2 separate regions of the Danio rerio genome follow, and region 2 is linked to region 1. The links are chromatin contacts, called in public Hi-C maps. All regions are on one chromosome and are shown on one strand. The core of a region is the stretch at or near the end of the contact, and the rest is flanking DNA. Distances in the headings are between cores, read along the strand shown. Region 1 overlaps mcc (MCC regulator of WNT signaling pathway). Region 2 overlaps mcc (MCC regulator of WNT signaling pathway).

Region 1 (6,486 bases), core at 1,034-3,533:
ATTTCAGCTTCAACAGTGCAGAACATCATTAAAAGATTCAAGGAATCTGGAGGAGTTTCAGTGCGCAAAGGACAAGAGCGCAAGCCTCAGCTGAACAGTCTCTGATCCTTCAGGGGGCGCTGCATCAACAATCTTCATTTATCTATTAGCCAGTGTCACCACATGGACTCAGGACTACAGCAGCAAACCTTTGTCAAGTATGTAGTTACATCCACAAATGCCAGTGAAAACTGTACTGTGTTAAAAGGAAGCCCTATGCTAACAGTGTCCAGAAGCGCTGTCAACTTCTCTGGACTCGCAGGCATCTGGGATGGACCATCTCGCATTGGAAATGTGTGGTGTGCTCAGATGAATCAGTATTTCAGGTGTTTTTGGGAGAAATAGACAATGTGTGCTCTGGACCAAAGGAAGAAAAGGATAATCTAGACTGTTACCAGCAACAAGTCCAAAAGCCAGGGTCTGACAGTGTATGGGGTTGTGTCAGTGCCCTTGGCAAGGCAACCTGCACTTCAGTGAGGGCACTATTAATGCTGAAATGCACAGAGATTCTGGAGCACAATAAGTTACCTTTTCTTCCAGAGACGTCCATGTATATTTCAATAAGACAATGATAAACTACATTCTGCTCACATTACAGAGTCCTGCTGCAGAGGAAGAGGATACAGGTACTGGACTGGCCTGCCTGCAGTCCTGACCTGTCTCCAATAGAGAATGTGTGGCGCATTTTGAAGTGCAAAACGTGACAATGAAAACACCGTACTGTTGCCCACCTTAAGACTTGAATGAACAGCTACAGTAATTGATCTGTTGTGGTGATTCTATACCAAGCTAATATTTTCTTATTATAATATTCTGCTTTGTCATGTAAACACTTGTTTGTAGAGCGAGTAGTTTGACCATTCTGTGACGTTTATTATTCCTGGTCATTTCATATACGCAACTGATTTGGAAGTTCTAAAATAATCGCAAAAACGAGCGCACATTGAAGAATACGGTCGAACAGTTGCTATATACAATCATGAATAACAATGAAGATTCTTTAGTCGATCCTCGGCTCAGTTGGCGTTTCTGAGTTTGCATGTTCTCCCTGCATTCGCGTGGGTTTCCTCTGGGTGCTCCGGTTTCCCCCACAGTCCAAACACATGTGGTACAGGTGAATTGGGTATGCTAAATTGTCCGTAGTGTATGAGTATGTGTGTGTGTATGATTCCCAGAGATGGGTTGCGGCTGGAAGGGCAAAAGCTGCATAAAAACTTATTAAGTTGGCAGTTCATTCCGCTGTGGCGACCCCGGATTAATAAAGGGACTAAGCCAACAAGAAAATGAATGAAGATTCTTTAGCAACTAAATATTTAAATGCCTAAAGCTGATGTTCTTTCTTCACAGCTCAAGTGTTTGTATGTTGTAGTGCTGTGTGTCCAGCAGGAGGCGCCACTCAGGCTTAGTGATGATGTTGATGATGATAAGGATGTAGTGTGTGTGTGTGTGTGTGTGTGTGTGTGTGTGTGTGTGTGTTTTTGCACCTGTTTGCTCGTTTGAGGTCATTAACGAACTCTGCTGACTGCTGATGCCGGACTTCACTGCTCTTGGTCAATCTCTCCAGCGCAGAGACCAGCTCCTGAACACGAGCCTTCAGCTTCTTCTCTCTGCACACACACACACATACACATATGCATGTACAGTTTAGGTCTTAATTCATCATCCTCCTGTGATTTCTTGCTTTTTTTCTTCAAATGTTTCACAAATGATGTTGAACAGATTCAGGAGTTGTTCACAGTATTTCCTCTAATATTTTTTCTTCTGGAGAAAGTCTTATTTGTTTTATTTCGGCTAGAATAAAAGCAGTTTTTAATTGTTTTAAACCCATTTTAAGGTCAATATTATTCGCCCCTTCAGCAATATTAGTTTTGGATTGTCTCCAGAACAAACCACTGTTATACAGTGACTTGCCTAATTACCCTAACTTTACCCTAAATAACCTTGTGAAGCCTTTCAATGTCACTTTAAGCTGTATAGAAGTGTCTTGAAGAATATCTAGTCTAATATTATTTACTGTCATCATGACAAAGATAAAAGAAATCAGCTATTAGAGATGAGTTATTAAAACTATTACGATTAGAAAAGTGCTGAAATTTTTTTTTCTGTCTGTTAAACAGGAATTGGGGATAAAAAAAACATTCAGGAGGGCTGATAAGTCTGACGTCAGCTGTGTGTATACATCTGAAAGCTGTGCTGTAGTGGTGTGTTTCATGCTGTAGTGCGTGTTCTGACCTCCTGAGGGCGCCTGTGAGTTCTGCTGCCAGATCACCATCACTGAGATTCCTCAGATCACACACACTGACGGATGGAGAGTCTCCACAGTCCTGCACACACACACACACACACACACAAATAAATAAATAAAACAACTACTATGAAGTGTTTTACCGTGTGTAAGGTATGTTTCTTGTTTCCCTGTGTACAGTAAGCGAGGTATTTACTGAGCACTGCGGACTTCTTACAAGATGTCAAATGCATATTTGATGTCTCTAGAGTGTGTAGTTAAGTATACATACATACATACATACATACATACATACATACATACACAGTTGAAAGCAGAAGTTTACATACACTGTATAAAAAGTCAGCTGTTAATGTGACTAAACTTTTTCTCTTTTAGGTAAGTTAAGATGATCACATGTCTTTCTGTTCTGCTTAATAGCAGAATATGAGAGATATATTGTTTAAGAAATTGTCATAACTTTTCTAATGTCAAGTTTACACACAGTAAGATAATTCTGCCTCTGAAAAAGCTTAGATGATGATGTCAAGGTTTTGGAAGTTTCTGATTGGCTAATTGACAACATTTGAGTTAATTGGAGGCACAACTGTAGAATAGTGTTAAAGGAAAAGCTCAAACACACTGCTTCCTTTTGTGACATGTGAAAATCAACATGCCTGAATCAACAACAAAGCCAGATTACAATTTGCTCAATTACACTGGGAAAAGTCTAATGTTTGGAGACATGTCCTGTGCTCTGATGGAGCTAAGATTGAACTGTTTGGCCATAATGAGCAGTGTTACAATTGGAGGACAAAGGGGAAAGCGCACAAGCCGAGGAACACCATCCCAACTGTGCAGTAAGGGGGGGCAGCATCATGTTGTGGGGCTGTTTTGCTGCAGGAGGGACTGGTCCACTTCACAGCATAGATGGCATCATGAAGAAAGAACATTATGTAGAAATACTGAAGCAACATCTCAAGACATCAGCCAGGACATTACAACTGGGCCACAAATGGGTCTTCCAAACAGACCATGACCCTAAGCATACTGCCACATTAGTTCACATGTGCTTTACGGACAACAGAGTGAATGTTTTGGAGTGGCCATCACAAAGCCCTGATCTCAATCCTATAGAGAATGTGTGGGCAGAGTTGAAAAAGCTTGTGCGATCAAGACAGCCGACAAAGCTGACTCAGTTACAGCAATTCTGTCAGGAGGAATGGGCCAAAACTCCTGCAAACTATTGTGAGAAGCTTGTGGAAGGAGACCTGAAACATTTGACCAAAATTAGTTTAAAAGAAAAGCTAAAAAATACCAAGGAAATGTGTGTAAACTTCTGACTGTCTATAAATTAATAAAAAATTCTCGAAAACATTCTCTCATTATTCTGGCATTTAGCAAATGTCAATCATTTAGGTAATCCTAACAGACTTAAAGTAGTAAACGTTTAGAATGTTTTACCATCAGACATTTAAAAAAAAAGATTATGTTCCGTTTTTTTAGTGTATGTAAACTTCTACTTTCAAATATATACATATATATCAGAGGTCGCGTTAGACTTTCCCATTGTCTGTCATTTTAACAGAAGTAAAAATTCCGTCATAACCTATTACTGCCCGTCATTTGATTTGCATATTTTTTTAATCGCTTTTTTCATTCATATTTTATTTATGAACTTGCGCGACGAGCATATAGGCTAAATTATTAATTTACTTGTTTGGCAAATGAACAATAACTCTAACTAATATATTGCTCAACAATTAAATGTTTTTTTTTTGCACTGACAGCGGAGGGAATTAAAACACGACCAATTGTGCCTGAACACAGGCAGATATAAACAACAAAATATAACTATAGACTAAAATAAGAACACAACTTAAAAATGTAACTATTCAGACGATGTTCTGGAGAACTATCTGTCTTAACTCATATCTTCCTCCTGGTCCGCGTCGACCTTAACTGGGTGCTGGCCTGTGCATCATCAAACATATCACCGATGCAGAGGCAGTTGTCATTAAATTCTGTGTCTTTGCCTCGGAACTGTCTTGTGACAGTTTTAAATTTGTTCTGGAGGCTGAAGCCGCGTTCTGCTGCCACACTGGGGAATTACTAGCGCCACTTTAGCGGAAGTGATAAGAAGTTTGCAGGATTCTCTGAATGTGGGATTAACCGATCCTGCAAGCACTCGTTTGACGGGAATATCACGCGCTCTTTCTGCACTAGGGGCGCAGCTGCACCCCTCTGCGTTTCGTAGTGCTCACAAACGCACTCCAAAACACCTGACCTCCTTGCTACCGACAAAACAAGACAATTGTTAATTAATAAGGGCAATCGCCATCAGCTGGACAGGAGTGGGACTTACAGTTATCAACAAATTACAATAGATCACCCTCAGCATAATCTGTCAAAATGACGGATCACCTTTCGATTTTTCCATCACTGCTGAAAAAAATCCGTCAATGACGGAAGATATTCGGTTAATGCAACCACTGATATACATATATATATATATATACACACACACACACACACATACAGTTTTGTCCATATTGAGTTTCAGAGAATTTTAGTTAAGCCAATCATTCACTATGCCAATCACTCATTCATTAATATTTATCCATGACAGACTAAAACCACCAAACTAATTCAAGAACACACTCGGCTACATACAACCTAATTACTCACCAACAAAAACAAACCAAAAGACATGCATAAACCGCTTATGTTAACGCTGTTTTGCATTGAAGCGTCTGGATAAATGCGCACATGTAAAACTCTAACCCTAAATGCAATGCAGGACACTCTATTAATGTAAATACCTCTACTATAATGTTTACTGAAGATAATAAACACACACAGACTGGTGTTTAGAGCAGACCCGCTTCAAGGTCACGGTGTGATGGTGCATTCTGGGATATGAAGTGAATCAGCAGAAACTGGAAATGAAGATCTGGTGTAAAAGCTCAGAGGAGAAGATCGATCGAGACGAGGAGAGGAGAAGAAAAAATTCCTCCTCAATAATTCACACCGCTGGAGAGAGCAGACACGCTCTTTATTCTCTACATTACACATCAACATTTTAGTCAACCTTTAGTTTTAGCATTCTAATTAAATTCAGCATATTAGTATTTAATTTAGAAATTTTCATAACATTTTCATGGTTTGTTTTTCTCAAAATATACATATTTAGATTTTTCAGATATTTAGATTTTTGTTTATTAAATTCAATTTAACCTATTATTTCAACATTTCCCCAGAATAAGTTATATAATTGTTTTATTTTCAGCATTTTATTAACAAATAACTTTTTTCTTTGGAATTTATTGAGCATTTCCTCAAGCTTTTATTAAGACTTTTTTACAAAATTTAATCACTTGATCAAAGATGATCCAGCAGCTTTAGATATAACCTCTTATTTCTCTGTTTATCTCAGTATTTACCTCAGTAAGATGTGTACATGTGTCTATATTTTCACAGCAAAACAATAAAAGGAAGTTTGATGCAAATTTACCAAAAACTCTTGTTGTTCTTTCACAAAATCCTGGAGGGATTGATCTATGATTATCAGCATATTAGATGACTGATATCGTGGTTTGGGATTTTTGTGGTTGATTTTATGTAGTGTGTGTTGTGTATAGTCCATATATTGTCTTTATGCATCCTGTTATTCTCCCTCAGGCTAATGATATGGAAAATATTACTGTAAAGTACAAAATATAAGATTTACCAACATAACTGTGTTGTACTACTATTGATTATTTCCGCGTGACAGAACCTACACACACACATTCGCCAATCATCATCAGTTATGAGGTTGTCCCACCCCTACACACATATATGCCAATCCTTATCAGTTATGTGGTTTTCCTGCCCCTACACACACATTCGCCGATCATCATCAATTATGTGGTTGTCCTGCTCCTACATACACACATATTCGCCAATCATCATCAGTTATGTGGTTGTCCCACCCCTACAAACACATTTGCCAATCATCATCAGTTATGTGGTTGTCCCACCCCTACACACACATTCACCAATCATCGTCAGTGATGTGGTTGTCTCGCCTCTACACACACGCATGCCAATCATTATCAGTTTTGTGGTTGTCCCACCTCTACACACACCATTTCTCATGAGTTATGTAGTTATCCCGCCCCTACACACACATTCACCAGTCATCGTCAGTTATGTGGTTGTCCTGCCCCTACACACACATT
Region 2 (6,591 bases), core at 562-3,061, 140 kb after region 1:
TCCACACGTGACTCCAGCTGCGCTCTCACAGAGAGAAAATGAAAACAAAACTTCACTGCAGCAAACTATAAAAGCAACACTTCACGCTTGTTCTGCCAACACAACGTGGCGTCTCTGTCGTCTAAACACTGTGACAGTAATGAATATTAATGAAGTTGCACAATAGAGCGCGCTGATTGGTTTAAACCAAGCTTTACTCATGCATTAATGCAGCACACTGTAAGACGTAATAAGACTCACTCTGGCACAGACGTCCAGTCTGCACGCTGGAATACACGCTATTATCTCATGACCGTGACGCAGCTTCAAAATTAGTTTCAAACCGGAAGTACGCAAAAACAACCAATTTACACTTTTTAGTGAAATATAGGTGTCCTAATAGTGTTTTTAGCAGTGTGGGACACATGTATGACTGTCAACAGCTCAACACATGTGTTCTGGTGTTTCGTGACCCTTTAACAAATAAAAACAGAAAATAACTTTATCTAGGCCTAAGCATTGCTCATTGTTTGTTCACACCATAACTAATGTTAATAATCGAAAACTTTCAGAAAAATTTGCTGTTTTCCAAACAACTTGTTTACAAAACACACTTGCTTCCTTCAGTCCCACAATTAGTTTCTATGGAATTTAATTAGTGTGAAAAACAGATGGACATAACACACACACACACACACACACACACACACACGCACAGGATCTTTAACTGCTCAATAAAACCCACATATGCTGTTTAATGACGAAATCTGTAAACTACAGCAAAAAAAACCTGCCGAGCTCAACAAAACACCACTTAAACCACAACAACGCAAGCCTGAAGTTAAAGAGCTCACCTTAACAATACTATAACAACCCAAAAATGTCTAGTGGCACTAAATGTGCCACGATATGCCATCCATGGCCGAATAGTCGACTTTTTCTATGAGGCTCGCAGGTTGTGTGGCTCTGCCGCCATTCGGGAGAGGGGTCTGGCTGAGCTGCATCTAATGCTTTTTAATGTGCTTGCCTAGCCCCACCTCTAACCCTACCCATCACAGTGATGTCACTAGCTCCATTGAGTGCATTCATTGTGTCTGACATTGCATCTCTGAGCGATGCAATCTCAGCTTGCATCAAAGGCTGCATCCTGATACTATTGCCATTCGGTGCCATGCGTTGCGTAGCAGCGTATACAAAACAATGCAAAGACCGCTTGGCTTGAAGTAAATAAACCAGTAGAGGGGTGCTGATGTTGATCACGTCAGCATGTGCTACAGTCACACTTAGTGTAAAGAGCATGTTGTTTTACCGTGGCCGAGTGAATTAAGTCATCAATCAAGCTTATTAAAAAAGAAAGATCGCACATGTGCGACTAAATAAATTTTCTAGTTCGCACACGTCTATTTTTAGTCGAAAATGCAAGCGAAATGGTCACGCTGTTGAGCCCTGCAAAAAAAATTTTGCAAAACTGCAAGGCGCACAAAAGGTGAAGCGCGTTATGTTGAGGACCACAGTAAAACCCAAGCCTACACAAGAAACCTTAGAGTTTAAATATTTTGGTGAAAACATAAGGTTGACAATTGCATGTAATTGCTCAAATGCAGCTGAAGATGACTAAAATGTTCTTCTTAAAGCCAATATCAAGAAAGAAAAACTGCTAAAGCACAAAGAAGAACAGCGTTTGGACCCATGCTCACTAATGTCTTCTCTAACGATGGTGCTTTACTGCGGTAACCGGATCTGCTGGATAGCAGTCTTACATCGGGAGAACAGAGCTGTTAAAACATCACATGACACCAAACACATTCCTGCATCACTATAAACGCTCACACACACACGCGCTGACGTCACTCTGATACTAATAGAGGCCATATGTCTTACACACACATATACACGCACACACACACACCTTTAGAAAATCTGTTGCAGACTGCATCTTGTGCAATCATTGTAATGAATATTGGTGCTTTACTGATAAGAGATGAAGCTCACAAACTCATTCTGCCTCAATGGAAACTGTAATGTGTATATTACTATTTGACATACATATTTATCACAAGAACAATGATATCTATATCAAAAAAAAAGTGCAATTAAAAGGGAATCTAAAAAATAATAACATTTAATAAAAAATAATTAGTTAACAAAATTCTACAATAAAAAAATTCATATGAAACATAAAAAATAATAAATATCAGGATCATGTAAAGCTCATATTTCACCGAAGAGTTAGATAGATTGATCGACAGATTGATAAATGGAAGGATGGATGGATGGACGGACGGACAGAAGAACGAGATGATAGATGGATGAATGGATGGATGGATGGATGGATGGATGGACAGAAGAACGAGATGATAGATAGATAGATAGATAGATAGATAGATAGATAGATAGATAGATAGAGAGATAGAGAGATAGATAGATAGATAGATAGATAGATAGATAGATAGATAGATAGATAGATAGATAGATAGATAGATAGATAGATAGATAGATAGATAGATAGATAGATAGATAGATAGACAAATGGATAGATAGATAGACAGACAGACGGACAGACAGATGAACAGACAGACGGACAGAAGGATGGATGGATGTATGGAGCGATGGATGGATAGATATATGGATGGATAAATTATTGAAATTGTATTGCCTTATATATTAAATATGAAATGATTTAAAAAAAAAAAAAAGGTTTAACTTTAAAAAGTTAAAATCACATCCACAATCAAAAAAATAAAAAACATATATCATTTTGGCTAAAAAAAACAAATAAACAAGCTTTTTTGGGAAGAAGGAAATATTTTGGTAGTATATGCTGTACTGCCCTAAATTAGTGCTGCTGATTTAATTAATAATTAATAATTGTAATTTAAAACAAATCAAAAATCAAATTAAAGGGCATTATATGAAAATATATGTACAGTAATGACAATATCCATGGTTAAACATCATAAAAACAATGTTTATATACACATAATGCTAAACGCTTTAGGGATTTTTTTTTTAAATATATTTTTTATATAATATTTCCCAAATGATGTTGAACAGATTCAGGAAATTTTCACAGTATTCCCTATAGTATTTTTCCTTCTGGGGAAAGTCTTATTTGTTTTATTTTGGCAAAAATAAAAGCAGTTCTTAATTTTTTAAAACCATTTTAAGGTCAACATTTAATTTCCCTTTAAGCAATATTAGTGTTGGATTGTCTGCAGAACAAACCACTGTTATACAATGACTTGCCTAATTACCCTAACTTTACCCTAACTACCCTAGTGAAGCCTTTACATGTCACTTTAAGCTGTATAGAAGTGTCTTGAAGAATATCTAGTCTAATATTATTTACTGTCATCATGACAAAGAGAAAATAAATCAGTTATTAGAGATGAGTTATTAAACTATTATGATTAGAAATGTGCTGAAAAAAACTCTCCGTTAAACAGAAATTGGGGAGCAAAATATACAGGAGTGCAAATAATTCATCAACTAATCCTACTGACTGAAGTGTCAGCACGTTGTGACTGCAAAATTTTGGCTCTTTCACTCACAACCCTTAAAATCAGAAGTTGGAAGATCTCAACAGGCAAAAAAGATAACAAAAGGTGCACACAAGCGAGATTAGTAAATCATGAACGCCTGCAAACACCACAGTAAAAATCTGACAGATGCACGGAAACAGCGCCATCTACAGACTAACACACAATTGTGGCTTCATATTTGTTATTGCTGCAACTCTTCAGATCAGTGCATCTAACATTTAAGAGAGAAAAGCACAAACATTCCCTGGTCACATTTCAACCCAAAATCCAAATAACGAACAGCAAAGGCAGAAGAAACCCGTTTAAATGACCGTAAAATAAATTCAGATCATTTTTGTTGATGAGTTTGTTTGTGATTCTCAATAATCTTGACAATATTCACCAGCTCCACATTACTGTATTAAAAGTATGTCACTTTAAAATCAAAACAGGAACCACAAAACACAGAAAACTGCTCATTTACAGATTTGTCAAACTCACACTGCACCAAAACTCCCATACGCTCGGCAGTTCATGGTAACAATGCCAAACCCACAAGCAAGGTCAGAAGTGAAAGCATCAGTATTGACTCACAGTGTTGGCCAGCTCCAGGTAGCCCCCGCTGCGGCTGAATGCAGGCTGACACAGGAGCTGCTGGACCCCAGATGAAGGCTCCAGAACACTGGGCTGCTCCAGGAGTTTCTGCAGTAAAGGAGAGCTCTGCTGATGATGATGAAGGTGAGGATGAAGATGAGGATGTGTTTGTGTTGGAGACTGAAGCTCTGGGCTCTGTAAATCCCGGGCTCCTGAATCAAACTCCCAACTCTCCCGAGCGCCTGCAAATACACAAATAACACACACATGAGCATAATTCGTTCATTTTCCTTTGGCTTAGTCCTTTTTGCCACAGTAGCATGAACCGCCAACAATTCCATCATATGTTTTACGCAGCGGATGCCCTTCTAGCTACACATTCACACACACTCATACACTACGGATAATTTAGTTGATCAGTTCCCCTATAGCGCATGTGTTTGGACTGTGGGGGAAACCGGAGCACCCGGAGGAAACCCACACCAACACAGGGAGAACATGCTAATTGTTGTGAAAAGCACTATACACATAAACATGCACTGAATTAAGACTGCGTGACTGAAAGACTTCTGCAATGTAAACGTATTCATGCTAAATTTGAGCTGCAATAACCCATTGTGTAAAGCCCTGGAGTGTTACTGAATGTTATCACAGAACGTTTATGACTTAAAAATTATATTGTAATCAAAGTAAACAGCATATATGGTCCTTCATCCGGTAAAGTCTCAACTGTCTGTGTAAATAAATCCTAATTCAGCGTCAAATGGCTCCATTGCTATTTGTTGTGATAAGTTGGATTTATTTGATATGGTATTGGTCTTATTAAAGTAATGGAAAATACACTCACTGGCCACTTTATTAGGTACAGTTATCTAACTGCTTGTTAACACAAATTTCTAATCAGCCAATCACATGGCTGCAGCTCAATGCATTTAGGCATGTAGACATGGTCAAGACGATCTGCTGCAGTTCAAAGTGAGCATCAGAATGAGGAAGAAAGGGGATTTGAGTGACTTTAACCGTGACATGGTTGTTGGTGCCAGAGTATTTCAGAAACTGCTGATCTACTGGGATTTTCACGCACAACCCTCTCTAGGATTTACAGAGAATGGTTTGACAAAGAGGAAATATCCAAGGAGCGGCAGTTCTGTGGGCGCAAATGCCTTGTTGATGCCAGAGGTCAGAGGAGAATGGCCAGACTGGTTCCAGCTGATAGAAAGGCAACAGTAACTCAAATAAGCACTCGATACAACCGAGCTCTGCAGAAGAGCATCTCTGAACACACAACACGTCCAACCTTGAGGCGGATGGGCTACAGCAGCAGAAGACCACACCGGGTGCCGCTCCTGTCAGCTAAGAACAGGAAACTGAGGCTACAATTCACACAGACTCACCAAAACTGGACAATAGAAGATTGGAGAAACGTTGCTGCTCTGATGAGTCTCCATTTCTGCTGACACATTCAGATGGTCGGGTCAGATTTCGGCCTCAACAACATGAAAGCATGGATCTATCCTGCCTTGTATCAGCGGTTTAGGCTGGTGGTGGTGGTGTAATGGTGTGGGGGAGATTTTCTTTGGGTCCATTAGTACCAATTGAGCGTTAATACCACAGCCTACCTGAGTATTGCTGCTGACCATGTCCATCCCTTTATGAGCACAGTGTCTCCATCTTCTGATGGCTACTTCCAGCAGGATAACGCAGCATGTCATAAAGCTCAATCATCTCAGACTGGTTTCTTGAACATGACGATGAGTTCACTGTACTCAAATGGCCTCCACAGTCACCAGAGCTCAATCCAATAGAGCAGCTTTGGGATGTGGTGGAACGGGAGATTGGCATCATGGATGTGCAGCCGGCAAATCTGCAGCAACTGTGTGATGCTGTCATGACAATATGGAGCAAAATCTCTGAGGAATATTTCCAGTAGCTTGTTGAATCTACGCCATGAAGGATTAAGACAGTTCTGAAGGCAAAAGTGGTCCAACCCGGTACTAGTAAGGTGTACCTAATAAAGTGGCCGGTGTAGTAGTTCATATAAAAATACACAATACAAAATAAATATATTAATACAAAAAATAAAACTAAACTTTGAAAAGATTAACCTGCTTCAATATACGTGTCATCAAACAAGAGTTAGCATAAAAGTAGTCAGATTACATTACTATAAACGTGTTATTTAAGAGATATTACTGACTACTAATTCTGTCACGTAATGTCATCCTACACAGTTTTAGACATACCTAAACTATTCTCACTGCTAGTGGGCCAGGAGGCGATGCGTTCCCGAAGTTTCTGCTTGTCCGAGTCGCTGGAGCGCAGGGAAAGCTGTCCTTCCTCCTTTTGGATCTCAGTGAGTAGCTGCATGCGGCAGCGAGTGAAGTCCTCGAAGGAGATCTTTCCTCGCTCATCTGCGCCTAGCTGACCCATGATCTCCGCCACAGAGTCCTCCATATTCAGCTGCCGGCAGACCATCAGCAGATCATTCCTGAGAGAG

The links. Hi-C and Micro-C count contacts between places; a contact is called where the count stands out from the background.
Region 2: a Hi-C map of embryo shows a contact between it and region 1, with 2.3 times the contacts expected there. The contact joins two enhancer-like sites. A contact is called at or near these places in 3 of 18 Hi-C or Micro-C datasets (caudal fin, embryo and an unstated tissue).

Annotation. Positions count from the first base shown.
Region 1 is chr5:2,512,213-2,518,698 of GRCz12tu, forward strand. mcc (MCC regulator of WNT signaling pathway) reads right to left here. Exons shown (of 19, transcript XM_073951783.1): 16 at 2,272-2,363; 17 at 1,524-1,646. It also overlaps a transcript of si:ch73-55i23.1 not described here. Among named protein-coding and RNA genes, the nearest start is that of ppp1cc, 50 kb to the left of the region's middle. Within about 2 kb of position 2,284, at least 3 of the 62 cell types and tissues checked have an H3K27ac peak or open chromatin away from gene starts, as enhancers often do.
Region 2 is chr5:2,656,415-2,663,005 of GRCz12tu, forward strand. mcc (MCC regulator of WNT signaling pathway) reads right to left here. Exons shown (of 19, transcript XM_073951783.1): 2 at 6,338-6,582; 3 at 4,095-4,336. It also overlaps a transcript of si:ch73-55i23.1 not described here. Among named protein-coding and RNA genes, the nearest start is that of mcc, 12 kb to the right of the region's middle. Within about 2 kb of position 1,812, at least 18 of the 62 cell types and tissues checked have an H3K27ac peak or open chromatin away from gene starts, as enhancers often do.